Linked DNA regions of Gossypium hirsutum: region 1 is linked to region 2. The links are chromatin contacts, called in public Hi-C maps. All regions are on one chromosome and are shown on one strand. The core of a region is the stretch at or near the end of the contact, and the rest is flanking DNA. Distances in the headings are between cores, read along the strand shown. Region 1 holds the start of LOC107891645 (splicing factor U2af small subunit B). Region 2 holds the start of LOC107892575.

Region 1 (6,579 bases), core at 983-3,482, 140 kb after region 2:
GTTTTGTTTTTTTTATGATTGATTATAATTATTTTTCATAAATTAATTTGTTTGTTAATACAAAATTTTATAATAAAACATGGACATACCTATTTATTATAATTTTTTAATATATATTTCAAATAAAAATTTCCTCGATTTATTTTAACAATTGATATCTCTATTTAATATAATCATTTTAATATAATATCTCCCCACTTCATAATAAAACATATATTTTATATACGACTAATATGTATTGTCGATTTTTATTGCTTTTTATTTTTTTTTAAAAAGGTAAACTACACCATTAGTCACTAATATTTATAGATAAATTTTCGTTTTAATCACTTAACTCAAAAAGTTACAATTTGGTCACTAAACTATTTGAAAGTTTTCATTTAAGTCATTTAACTATTCAAAAGTTTTTATTTAACTCATTGGGCTATTAAGTTAAAAAAAATTCCGCTAGCGAGCTCAAAGCAACTATTCAACAATTGGTCCAGTGAATTAGTACCCATCAATGAGTAGAATAGCATGCCTTAAATCCAAGTTGATTTGACGATTAGTGTCGAAGATCGGAGAAAAAAATTGTTTGAATTTTGGTTTGTAGATTCGTGACATCTAAAATTGGTTCATGAAAAAAAAACTAAACTGTAGAAGAGGAGAAAAAGAACTTACGACTGATGCAGACAGTGCAAACAAAAAAAAGTCATATAACATCGATTTTAATAGCTCTGTGATTTAAATGAAAACTTTTGAATAGTTTAGTAATTGAATTGTAACTTTTCAATTAAGTGATCGAAATAAAAATTTACTCATAATTTAGTGATTAATGTTATAGTTTACTCTAATATATATATAAATAAATTTCAGTTACCTTTTTTTCAAGTTAGGAATCTAGCTCTATTCATTGAGTGGAAAAAAAAACCCAACATATTGGAACATTAAACTTAAAATGAAGCTAAATGTATGTTACTTTATGTAGAAGCCTCATTAAATTTTGGTTAACAAGTGGGGAGAGATAATTATATAATATAAGAGAGTAGGTTGAAAGGTTTTAATTGAGTGAACTGAGGCCTGCAAATTACTGTTTTTTTCTTCTTCAAAAACTGACAAACAATAATTGGCCTTATGAAAGTAATTCAATATTTAATTGCTGGTCATAGATTTAGGGAAACTTCCAAATTAAGTTTTCTGACAATTTGTTTTAAAGAAAATAAAATAAAATAAATTTTCTATTTAAATTTTTGAACCTTTTGTGTCAATGAGGTAAAGTCTCATTTTTATTTGATGAGAAAAAATCACGGGATTTAAAGTGGTGAAGAATATGAAGTCTTTCATCTTCATATATATTTTTAGATTATATTATTTTATTAGAAAAATAAATAAATTATTTGTTAAATTATTAAAAAATTAACATGACTGATGAAATAACTAGACAATGACACGTGACGTATAATATATATATCAGATGACAATATTTTTACCACATTATGTTGCAAACCTTAACTGTTGCCAACTATAGTGTAAGTGAATAGTATCACCCATAGGCAAAATGGTATTATTATTGCAAAGCACAAGGTACTCCATACCATATTATATATATATATTGCATTATAATGTAACAGCCAAGATGTGTCAGATTGCATTAAAGTATATATCTTTTGTCAATTATGATGGGGAGAATTGTAAAGAGTGGCTTTGAGACACTCATTTAAGCACACTTCGTCTCCAAGGACCACATAGCTAACACTTCATTTAAAAAAACAAAAGAAACCAAAAATTTGACCCGCTGGTGTTGCAATGAATGAAGAAAAGGACTGATAAGATGAAGTGATTAAATGTGAGAATTTAGTTAAAATTGATTTGTTTTAGTTGGTTGATGTTCAAGTATAAGATGAAATACAATAATGGTTAGCTGAGAAGTCATCTCAAACTTGCTGTCTTGTGTTTTGGCCTTTTAGGAGTGGTGTTTGATGTTTCAATTTTATAACAAAGACATATACATAGGGATCCTTTTGGTTTTTTTTTTTTGGTTATGCAACCCCATCATTCGGGGGACATGTTAGGTCCATTTTTCTGAGACATGGGGTCAGCCTCATTCATCCTTATATATACCGCCGCATCTACTATCTACTATGCTGAAAGTGAAATCATTTAGAATCCAGTTTGTCCATTTCCAGGCTTGTGAGAGTAGGTGGGGGATATTGGTGAAGTTATTTTGAAAGTTGTAAAATTAAAGTTAGTTTTGGGATAATAAACTGATTGGAATTAAAAGATAAAATTGAACGATTTCGAAAGCAGCATACATATTAAACCCATCCTACTGGGTGCTGTGTATCACGTATGATGTGTATATGGTAAGGAATAAGGATCTCATCTATTGTGTCATTCATGGCTGCCACTATCTTATAACAATATGTAAGAGGTTACCGCTGAGACAAACAAAAAATAATTGACTTAATCAAAGTTTTAGAATTTTTGAATATTTTTGTGTGAGTTAATTGGGGTGTAGGTTTTGGTTTATGGGGTTGAGTGTTCTACATGGAATGTAGTTAGAGGAGATTTGCAGAAGGATGGTATTGGATTATGATTAGCCTTGGAATGATGTGACCATAGCCATAGCCCAAAGGTACGTATATGAGCCCTGTTTAAATCTGAATGATGCCAAAGCTGGGCCTTGAAAGTCTGGACGTAACGTAATGTTATTATCCAAATACCCAAAAACCGAAAACACTTTACACCTATATTATTGATCTTCAAATCAAACCCACGACGGAAAAGAACCAGAAAAAAGGGAACAGATCCTTGGAAGAGGAAGAAAAATGGCGGAGCATTTGGCGTCGATATTTGGGACTGAAAAGGACAGAGTGAACTGCCCCTTTTATTTCAAGATAGGCGCGTGCCGTCACGGGGATCGCTGCTCGCGTCTCCACACCAAGCCCAGCATCAGCCCTACTATCCTTCTCTCCAACATGTACCAACGGCCGGACATGATCACCCCGGGCGTCGACGCCCAGGGTAACCCTATCGACCCCCGCAAGATCCAACAACATTTTGAGGTATTTCTCCTTAAGCTTTTCAAATCTCAAAGCTTTACTGTTTCTCTATTTGGATTCTGTGATTTGGTGTAGAGTAATTTTTAGTTAGGATATTGTTTAAAAGTAGCTTGGCAACCGGAGTCTTAGTGTTTTAATGTTGAATTTGCAGGCTTTTTATGAGGATTTGTTTGAGGAGTTGAGCAAGTACGGTCAAATTGAGAGTTTGAACATATGTGATAACTTGGCTGACCATATGGTAAATCTTTTTTTCCCGGAAAATTTTTTGTTTGGATTCTATTTGTTTGATATCTTAATTTTCTGAACAGGTAGGCAATGTGTATGTTCAGTTTAGAGAGGAAGAACATGCTGCAAATGCAGTCAAGAATCTTAGCGGAAGATTTTATGCTGGTTTGGCTTCTTCTATCCTTTGTATTACATGATATATATATATATACAGGTTATAGGATAATGCTTTTAAATATGATTAAATACAACAAAGTTAAGCCTTATATACATGATAAACGTATTTGAACATGGATGATAAGTTATTTTATGTATTTCAAATATATAACTCTATAAATGAGTTTAAACAGGTTATGTGTTCAGCAATGTAGGTTAACCTGTTAGTACAATTAATTAAACATGTAGAAACAGTTCATGTACAAGTTAGATGTGTCAACATACTTTGAACACGATTATTTTGTGTCAAATTTAAGATGGCACAATTATGACATAAACATGATTATTCAAACCTCAAACCAACTCAACTTTGTGTCATTTCCAAAATGTCAAGTCCTGGCTATGTTACATTATTCTTTGGTATTAGGTTCCATCCGTTAGTAATTTTGGTATTCCAATAGATGAATGTGTTGTTACCTTACCCTTTTGTATTAGTTTCTTTCTTTTCATAATATGTAATAGTTTCTTGTGTTGTTGAGTTGTCCTTTTGTATGAGCTTCTATTATTGGGCATTTTCATAATATGTAATAGATGTTTGTGTTGTTAAGTTGTCTTTCGTATTAGCTTTGATTTATTGGTTATTTTGGAAGTTCATTTTCACAAATGCTTGTATCACTAATTTGCCTTAGCTTTTTGCTACTTTTCTACAGCCCGTCCTATCATTGTTGACTTCTCACCTGTGACGGACTTCCGAGAGGCCACCTGTAGGCAGTATGATGAGAATACTTGCAGTCGTGGTGGATACTGCAATTTTATGCACCTTAAAAGAATAAGCAGGTAGGATGTTTCTCTAAATCAGCTTTAGTTTTATATGGTCATTGTTTTGTATGTCTAAAACTTTTCATTGTGTTAATCTTTATTAGGGAGTTGAGGCGCCAGTTATTTGGGAGGTCAAAAAGGAGGCGAAGTCATAGCCGAAGCAAAAGCCCTAACCGGCGTCGTAGTAGCCATGATGAGCGCCCTCATGGTTCACGTGACCATGGTAGACGGTACAATGATAGGGATAATTATCACGAAAGCCGGAGCAGAAGACACAGAAGCACAAGTCCTGGTCATCGGAGAGGTCGGAGCAGAAGCCCTGGGGGAAAGAGGAATCATAGCCCAATCCGTGAAGGCAGTGAGGAGAGACGTGCTAAAATTGAGCAATGGAACCGTGAAAGGGAGCAACAGGAAAATGCAAATAATTTTGAGAAAGATGCTGCCAATAATAACAAGAAGAATGGTAGAAATGAATATTTGCGGAATGATGATAAGAACTATCAGCAACAGGAGTAGGCTTCACTTCCAGAAGTTCATTAATCCTGATTATATCACCCTGCCTGGTTTGTCTCTCAATGTTTTTCCTTCATCATTTTTGTATTTCAACCCCTCTCTGTAGTCAGTAGAAGTTAGAAATATTTCTGCTAAGACCAACCATTCAGTAAATCTTTCTACTAAGCACATTTTCCACTGTGCAGGTAGTGCAGGTTCACAATTCTATGATATGGAATTTGAAATTTGTTTTGCCTTTTCCATTTAGGTCCATGCCTTTTGCAACTATCATCATGATGCTTGATTGTGTGCTTTTACTTTGAGAAGTTTCAAACACATGCCCTTTTTGTTTTCAGCTTTCCAATCAGTTTCTTTCTAGAATTGTTTGTTTAATTCCTCTCTCTTTGTTTACCGGTTTTATCATATTTTTCCTCGATTTCTTCTCTTCTATTAACTTGGTTTTATCGAAGTTTCTAGAACAAGACGATTAAGAAAGAAAAGTCAAAATACCTAGAGAAATGAGGTTTTAAGCTAATCAGCATACATTTACTTTCTTTTACACAACTCCCTTGAAGCTCTTCTAGTGGCCTTAATCTCCTCTGTGGAACCTTGCTACCTTTCTGCCTTCAATATTTAGTTTAGCCTTTAGCATTAGGAAAATATGTGGATTAAAGCTTTGTTTGTGCATTTATACTGTGTGTGCGCATAAATCTACAGTCAGGTACTCTGACCATGGCACGTCCAGGCTACTGAATGATCAAAGTTCATGGTTCTAATTTCCTTAAACCATCTCTACCTCAAAACTCTTTTTTAAGTCACAATTTTTCTGTAGGAAATCGGTATACTTATCAATGTTAATCTAGTTTTGCAGGTTCAGGTATTCCTGCTCCTCGGGACTGAGCAATCATTTTAATTGCAACTTTATCATGGAATTTGTGTATACAGGTAGTCCATTGGGTGCCAAATAAACTGGTGGTTTAAAGTATCTTTTGGGTTTAACTTAAAGAAGAAAACAAGAAGCACCTGCAACCACTACTCTCTCAACTCTGTTGCATTGGGTCCTAACCACAAGCAAGGAGTAATAGTGGTATTAGCAAAGGCTCTACTTAATTTGCTAGACTTTGTTATTTGTTATATTTAGTTGTTAACCTGACAGGTTTGGTGTTTGTTGGACCCCCAGAACTATGTTTTGTGTTAAGACATTGAAGGACCTGTTTGTTTTTTGATTGAAGAAACATTTGGTGATTGGTAGTTATTAAAATCTGTGTTTCCCTTCTAACTTCTCATTTCTTTGTTCTGTCTGCTCACCTCTGCCACACTTAATACCTAACAACTGCTACAGGGCTACTAATCTATTTAGTTTTATTTATTTATTAATAATTAGGTCAAATTGTATACGCAGTCCCTGTGCTAGTGAAATTAGTTGCACTTTAATTTTAGTAAAATTTAGTTCTGCTTCTAATATATTATTCTCATATGGGTTATTAACGACTTGACAATTTTTTTTGAAAGGAAAAAATAAGTAATCCGGGGCTCATCACAAGATTAAAAACTACAGTTAGGGTTAGGTTGAAAAGTTATTTTCAAAATTGGTTTTAGAAAAAAGTGGTAGAAAATTACTCTATAAAAATATTTTTTGGTATTTTGCGTTGTCTATTACAGTCAAAAACTACGGTTGAAAGTTTAAAAAAAAATAGTCATAATTGTAGAAAGTAAAAAGTTAGTAAAATTATATGATAGTTAAATAATTTAATATAATGATAAATGAAATATAAATTTTAAATATTTTTAAGTATTTAATTGTACGGTTGTCAAAGCTGAAAAAAATAAAAATCTATTTCAAAAT
Region 2 (7,491 bases), core at 4,149-6,648:
GGGCCTAAGCCCAACTACAACCCGAAGACATAATTTCGACGCCAACACGCAAGATTGACGGAGAAGAAAGATGAGTGCCGAAAAAGAATCCTCTATCTCTCAACATCGCTTGTCATGTACTAAATGCTTTGATGCTCTTTGGTTTTGCTATTGTATACCTCCCTCTCTCTAATTTCCCTTTTCTTTTTACCAATTTCAATTTTTTTATATGAATTGTTTCAGTAATTCGTTGGGCAGCTCCGGTTTTGATACGAACTAGAAATCTAAGAGAAGAGAAGAAGATAACCGGAAAAGAAAGGAAGGAGAAAATAGAGAGAAAAGAGAGTGCTGAATTTGCTTCCTTTTCATTCGATAACCGCTACCTCATGCATTACATGCAATTTAAGGGAAACTAACAAGAAAATGACATGGTAAAATTCTATTGTCACTAAAACGCATCGTGTAACTAATCTCTCCAAGACTCCCCATTTCAATTAAATTTATAATTCCCCCAAAAACTCCCTGTTTTCTTAAAACTCAATGAATTTCTTTCCTGCTAGTTTTTCAGCTTACAACAATACTCCCTGTCAGAAAAACATCCTTAGCCTCAAGGATGAAAATAAGGAAATTTGGATTGAACCGCAGCAAGGGATTCCCATGTCGCATCTTCAGGGAAAGAATCAATCCATTCAATTAATACTTCAGTCAAAGTTTGATTCCCTTTCTTGACTATTCTCCTATCCAGAATGCGAATTGGTTCTTTTGGTAAAACACCCTGAGCATCCACCAAGGGTAAATGAGCTTGAGTAGGAGCAGATCCAGCGTGCTTCTTCAATTGGGAAACATGAAATGTGGGATGAATCCGGGAATGTTGTGGTAGTTGAAGTGTGTAAGCCACTAGACCTACTTTCTGGATCATCGGAAAAGGCCCATAGTACTTTGGAGACAATTTCTTATTGGAAATTTTCTGAATCGATTGCTGTCTGTAAGCTTCTCTCTGAATGGTGCTTGTCTTCCATCTGCTTCATACGACTCTGTGCTTTCTTAAGGCAGAATTGTAATAACTTCCTGGAAGCCTCTCTAGCTTGTAAGCTCCGATCCACCACTGCTACAGAAGAAGCACCAGCTAAATAGGGCATATGAGTGGGTGGGGGCTCCCGTACAAGGCCTCGTATGGAGTGAGCTGAATGGAGGAATGAAATGAAGAATTATACCACCATTCAGCAAGTGATAACCATTTAAACCAGTGTACAAGTGTCTCCCCTGTCATACACCGCAAATAACTTTTAAGACATTGATTCAGGACCTCAGTTTGGCCATCCGTTTGAGGGTGGTAGGCTGTGGATAAAAGAAGCCTAGTACCTGATTTTCGGAATAACTCCTACCAAAAACCACTAACAAAGATTTTATCGCGGTCTGATATAATGGAGTCAGACATACCATGAAGTTTGTAAGCATGAGTCAAGTACTCCTGAGCCACATCTTTAGCTGTGTATGGATGAGACAGGGCTAAAAAGTGACCATATTTAGTGAGATGGTCTACCACCACTAAAATCAAATTCTTCTTGTCTGAAACCGGCAGCCCTTCTATGAAGTCCATGCTGATTACGGACCACGTTCGATCAGGTATCGGCAAGGGCTGTAGCAGACCAGGAGAAGCAACATTCTCTCCCTTGTGTTTCTGGTAAACTATATATCTCTGACCCATGTCTTCACATCAGTTGTAAGTCCCTTCCAATACAATAGACTCGAAAGTTGTTTCCTGGTGGCATGTATTCCTAAATGACCACCAGTTGCATTAGCATGAAAATGGAGGAACAATTCGTGACGCAGCTGTGAAATCTTCCCCACTACGATCTTCCCTTTTCGAAACAAAAATCGACCATCCCGTGAATACTTTTGATCATGAGTTCGAGACTACAAAATATCTTGAATAACCTTCTGTAATTGATCATCCAAAGTATAGGATTTTTACACTCGTTTCAAGAGACCTGAGATAATTGAGCTAGCTGACAGCTGATAGTACTGACACTGTTCTAACTGTGGTTGGCGAGAAAGAGCATCAGCAACCTTGTTATTAATCCCTCTCTTGTAAGATACTTCAAAATCATAGCCTAACATTTTAGCTACCCAACGCTGCTGAAATGGAGTAATAGCCACTTGATCCGATAAAAACAACAAACTCTGATGATCTATATGAATTTTGAAATGTCGACCAACCAAGTAGGTGTGCCACTTTCGAACCGTCAGTAAAACCGCTAGCATCTCCTTCTCATAGATCAATAAGGCTTGATGGCACACTCTAAGAGCTTTGCTAAAGAAGGCCATTGGTCTACCTTGTTGCTGCAAAACTGCCCCAATGCCAAACCCGCTGGCATCTATGTCCACCCTAAATTCCAGCTGAAAATTAGGAAGCACCAATACAGGAGCTGTACTCACGGCTTGTTTCAGTGCCTGAAAAGCCTCAGTAGCCTGGTCAGACCATTCCTACCTATTCTTTTTCAGCAAATTAGTCAAAGGTCGAGCAATCACACCATAATTCTGTATAAACCTCCTGTAGTAGCCCGTGAGGCCAAGGAAGCTGCGCAACTCCTTCACTGATTGAGGAAGCGACCAAGATAATACACAATCAATCTTAGTTGTGTCCATAAAAACTGTCCCTTCATGCAGTACATGTCCCAAATATTGAATTTGAGATGAACCAAAACAACATTTTGACTTTTTCGCAAATAACTGTTGTTCTCTTAAGATAAGAAAAACGGACCTCCAATGGTGCATATGCTCCTCCCACGAGGTTGAATACACAAGTATGTCGTCGAAGAAAACTAACACAAATTTACGCAGCAGTGGCTTGAAAATTGAGTTCATGAGAGCCTGAAAACTGGATGGAGCATTAGTGAGGCCAAAGGGCATCACGAGAAACTCATAATGCCTCTCGTGAGTCCAAAATGCAGTTTTGTATACGTCCAGTTCCCACATACGAATTTGGTGATATACAGACCTTAGATCTAATTTAGAAAATACTCTAGCTTCCCCAAGCTCATTCAATAACTCCTCAATTACTAGTATAGGAAATTTATCCTTAACTATAAGCTGGTTTAACTGCCTGTAGTCCACACATAATCTCCAACTCCCATCCTTCTTCTTAACCATGATAATAAGGGAAGCAAACAAATTTGTACTGTCACGTATGATTCCAGCCTGAAGCATTTCCTGAATGAGCTTTTCTATTTCATTCTTTTGAAACGCCGGATATTGGTAGGGCTGAATTTTGATCACTGCCCCTTCATCCCTTAGGGGAATTCTGTGATCATGCATCCTACGAGATGGTAATCCTTTTGGAACCTGGAAAATGTCCTCAAATTCCACCAACAATTCTTGGAGTTGGTCCCCAAGGTCCTTGTCTTTCTTGGTTGACAGCGTCACTGGCTCCATTGAGCTCAAAACTGCTGTAAAAGGTCTCATCGACTGCCCCATTGCTGCAAAACATTTCGGATTTAGCTCTCCACTTTCAGCTGCTAATGAACCAGGAGTAATACCTTGAATAACACATGACTTCCCTGCTAAGTTGAACTGCATGGTCAGCGAACTAAAATTCCAAATGATGTCCCCCAGTGCTAATAACCACTGTACTCCCAACACCATATCACAGCCCTTCAACGACAAGACCATGAAATCAGTCTCAAATTTACGATCCTATACCTCTTAGGTAACCCCTTTGCATAGTCCCCTAGTAAACAAACAACTGCCATTTGCTACTGAGACTCGTAGTTGCTCCTGATGCCACACTGGTAAAGACAACCGATTGACCAGCCTTGATTAAAATTACGTGTACTCTCTAAGTCGACTAGGATAATAGCCCACAATGCCCCCACTTGAGCAGCCACTCTCATAGTGTTATGCCCCTATAAGCCAGTAAGAGCATGTAACAAAATTATCGGTGACTTAAGGCCCCATTCATCAGTACCCGCTTCTTCTAATTTTTCCAAACACTCTTGAAATTCCTCAGTCTCACTATCAGAAAGAGGTTCGAGTAAAAATTGATATAACTGGGACTTCATGCACTTCTGCCCCGCATGGTATTTAGCCCCACACCAGAAACAGAGGCCTTTTTGTTTCCTTTCAGCCATCAATGTTGGGGATATGGTTCTAGACTCTGATTTGTTCAAAGATGCATTGTTAACAGATTGAGAACTCATTACAGTCTTTGTAGGAGAAGATGAATACCTTGAAATGACCGATGTGTTGGTTAAAGGTCGAGGTGAGCTAACCCCCTAAGTCGTACGCCCCTTCCCTGAATAAAAAATAAGTACTTCGATCTTTCTAGCTAACTAGAAAGCTTCCACCAGTGTCGATGGTTCAAACAGGTCCAAGTAGTGACCTATTTTAGCCTTCAAGTTACTGAGAAAAATACTGAGAACATAAGACTCCGGTAAATGCAATTGATTCAGTAACCCCACAAACAAATCCTGATACTGTTCAACAGTACCTTGTTGTTTCAAGTTGACCAATTCCCTCATCGGATTTCCAAACTGCCCACAATCGAAACGATCTTGAAGACTTTTAATGTACTCTGGCCAGGACAGCATTTGCAAGCCTCCACTCCTTTGAGAATAAAAATGGTGCCATCCCAGCGCTCGGCCCTCTAGGTTCAACATTACAAGGCGGACCTTACTAGCCTCTAGTGTACCTTCTGCTTCAAAATATTGCTCCAGTTTGGTCCACCACCCCCTAAAATCGGTACCATCAAACTTGGGACAGTCCAACCTGCTAAGTTTAACAGAAGCTCCCGTCACATAGGAGTGATCCCTCAAATGTGCACTACCCTTATCCGTAACAAATGGTTCCGTCTGAACATGCGGTAAGTCGGTATCCTTAGATAAGAAACCGGGAGGAGCTCCCAAAACCCCTTTGCCTTTATCTGCCGTAACATTTGCAGATGAACCGTTGGTGGTGGTCCAAAATACTGACCCAACAATGCTTGTAAATCTCCCCGAAACTCAGTCTTAAACTCCTGCAATCGAGTCTCCATTTTAGTCTCTAAACGGGTTATTTCTTCTTAGAATTTGGAAATGTCATGTTGCAAACTCCCGACCTCCTTTTGCAAACGTGTCGACACACCATCTCCAGCTATGTAGGGATCGTTGTAAGCTCTGATACCTTTAATACGAACCAAAAATTTGAGAAAAGAGAAGAAAGGAATGAGAAAAGAGAGTGCTGAATTTGCTTCCTTTTCATTCGATAACCGCTACCTCATGCATTACATGCAATTTAAGGGAAACTAACAAGAAAATGACGTGGTAAAATTCTGTTGTGACTAAAACGCACCGTGCAACTAATCTCTCCAAAACTCCCCGTTTCAATTAAACTTATAATTCCCTCACCCCCCAAAACTCCCTATTTTCTTAAAACTCAATGAATTTCTTTCCTACTAGTTTTCCCCTCACAACAGGTTCATCAATTGCAACAGTATTACAGAGAAGGAGTTTTGGATAATTGCTATGGAAAATGGAGTGCTCCTTGGGATTGTTTGTATTTGAAAACCAAGCCATCTTCTCAACTCCAGGTTCATTTTCCTCTTTCTTTTAATTTCTTTTCCGATTTAAAAATATTGCAAAAAGATTTAAGGAAAAACTATTATTTCAATTTATATTTAATTTTTTAGCTTTTAATTTGTTAATAAGCTACTTAGTTGTTGCCTTATGCTTAAATTGTGGTTCATAAGCTAAAAGTTGATTGGAGGAATTTATCGAAGATGAACTATCAACAAACAAATGTAATGTCTCTTTCAATTTGAGCAGCCATTGATCACAAATCTCAATTTTAGTTGCGAGTGCCATCCAAATAAGATATCAAGTTCTACTGAGAATCCTAATTGCTTGGGATTAGCTTGTTTTCAATTGTAATGTTAAACTAGGTCTTTCTGTAGTATCCTAAATCTTTCATATTTTTGGGAATTGTAAATGGTGCCCTAAATCTCTGAACCATAATGAAAAAAAGATAGCACTTTCACTTTTAGGGTTTACATATCAATAACCGACTAGTCGTAATTTTATTGTTATGTTTCGCATGCTGTGAATTCATCTCTTCAATAATGAATTAATGAGAAGTTCCAAAATGTTTAGCTAAGTTCAAACCTGTGTTATACGGATATGTGTCCTATATGAGTATACTTATTCTTTTTAGAGTTATTTCTTATATTTGGAAGAGCATACCCTTTACTCATGGTTGAATATGTGTTGAACAAGGCTTTAGGGAAATGAAGGGGCTGAGTAATATAGATTCAAAAGATTTTAACCTTTATCTCAAAGTATATTACTATGATAACTAAGACTAGGTACAGTGGAAGACAAAAAGATGACTACCAGTTGGGATATAACCAAAAATGGTTAAGTGGGTAAGCTGGATATATTGCAAAGGAACTTATGGGGGGAAAAGACTCACCATTTCATCTTAGCTAAAGAGTGATTACCTTTTTCATATGTGCTTAAATGGTTTGAATAATTTAGGTACACAGAATAAAGGAGTGTGGAAAAGCTCATGCATGTTTGTTTGTGAGGAACTTGAAAAGACAATAATTGCTAGAAATATAAATAAGTAAAAAGCTCATGCATGTTTGTTTGTGAGGAACTTGAAAAGACAATAATTGCTAGAAATATAAATAAGTAAATACAGTTATTTCTTAGGTGAAGAGGTAAGACACTGACATCCGCACTGTTTAGTTAAAAAAAAGGAAGTCTTTGATGCATTTTGATGGTGACAATTGAAGAGAGAGTTATTGATATGGCAAAAGTTGAAGAAGTGCCTTAAGGCCGAAGCTTGGGTGTTATAAATTTGTTTATGGGGGTTGGGTTAAGAAAACATAGCATGTCATTTTATGAATGCTAATGATGATAACATTCATGTAAACGGAACGATGACTAGGAACTGTAGAGAGGTTTATTGAACTATTTGGTCTTTCCATGTAGAAAATACTTAAATTGCAGTTGCATTTTACCTGTGCTATCTGTTCCCCATAATGAACTGGTCCTGCTGAAAACAGGAGATTCTAGAGGCTCGTGAGAAAGCCGAGTCTCATATTTGGACATTTCGGACACCCGAAGAAGCACAAGCTTATTGGAAGCAAGAATTTGGACATTTAAATGGTCGAGAATCGAAATAGACTTTAATTAAGCTGCTTGTTGCAGACTTACAGCTGAGTTTTCTTGTTTTTTTCCCCTTTAAGTTCCGGTTGTTACCTTTTAGCTATTACAATAAATCAATTTAAATCAAATATTTGATTCTTTCTGCAATTTCACTGAATTCATTCAACATGTGATGGCATAACAGGCTCTCCGTCCTTTACTTTTAACGAGGTATCGACTACATATAAGGCCAGCCATTGATAAACTTGGTTGGATTATATCATACATTAGCAAATAATCTATAAGTTTTGGCATCAAGAACTATTTGTCTGACTGCTGCAATGGCTGCTATAATTGCCAGTGCAGAGAAAACCACTGCAATGGAAAC

The links. A called contact is a pair of places that touch in the nucleus more often than the background predicts.
Region 1: a Hi-C map of leaf shows a contact between it and region 2, with 2.4 times the contacts expected there. The contact joins the promoter of LOC107891645 here to the promoter of LOC107892575 in region 2. A contact is called at or near these places in 2 of 34 Hi-C or Micro-C datasets (both in leaf).

The regions. Positions count from the first base shown.
Region 1 is chrD09:37,450,130-37,456,708 of Gossypium_hirsutum_v2.1, forward strand. It overlaps LOC107891645 (splicing factor U2af small subunit B), which reads left to right and starts at 2,233. Exons shown (of 6, transcript XM_016816489.2): 1 at 2,233-3,044; 2 at 3,193-3,279; 3 at 3,350-3,431; 4 at 4,133-4,259; 5 at 4,346-4,804; 6 at 5,679-5,994. The coding sequence starts at 2,808. The coding sequence ends at 4,757.
Region 2 is chrD09:37,310,232-37,317,722 of Gossypium_hirsutum_v2.1, forward strand. It overlaps LOC107892575, which reads left to right and starts at 5,399. Exons shown (of 2, transcript XM_041100217.1): 1 at 5,399-5,545; 2 at 7,022-7,271. The coding sequence starts at 5,399. The coding sequence ends at 7,141. LOC107891642 (GABA transporter 1) reads right to left here. Exons shown (of 6, transcript XM_016816484.2): 6 at 7,255-7,491. The coding sequence ends at 7,384.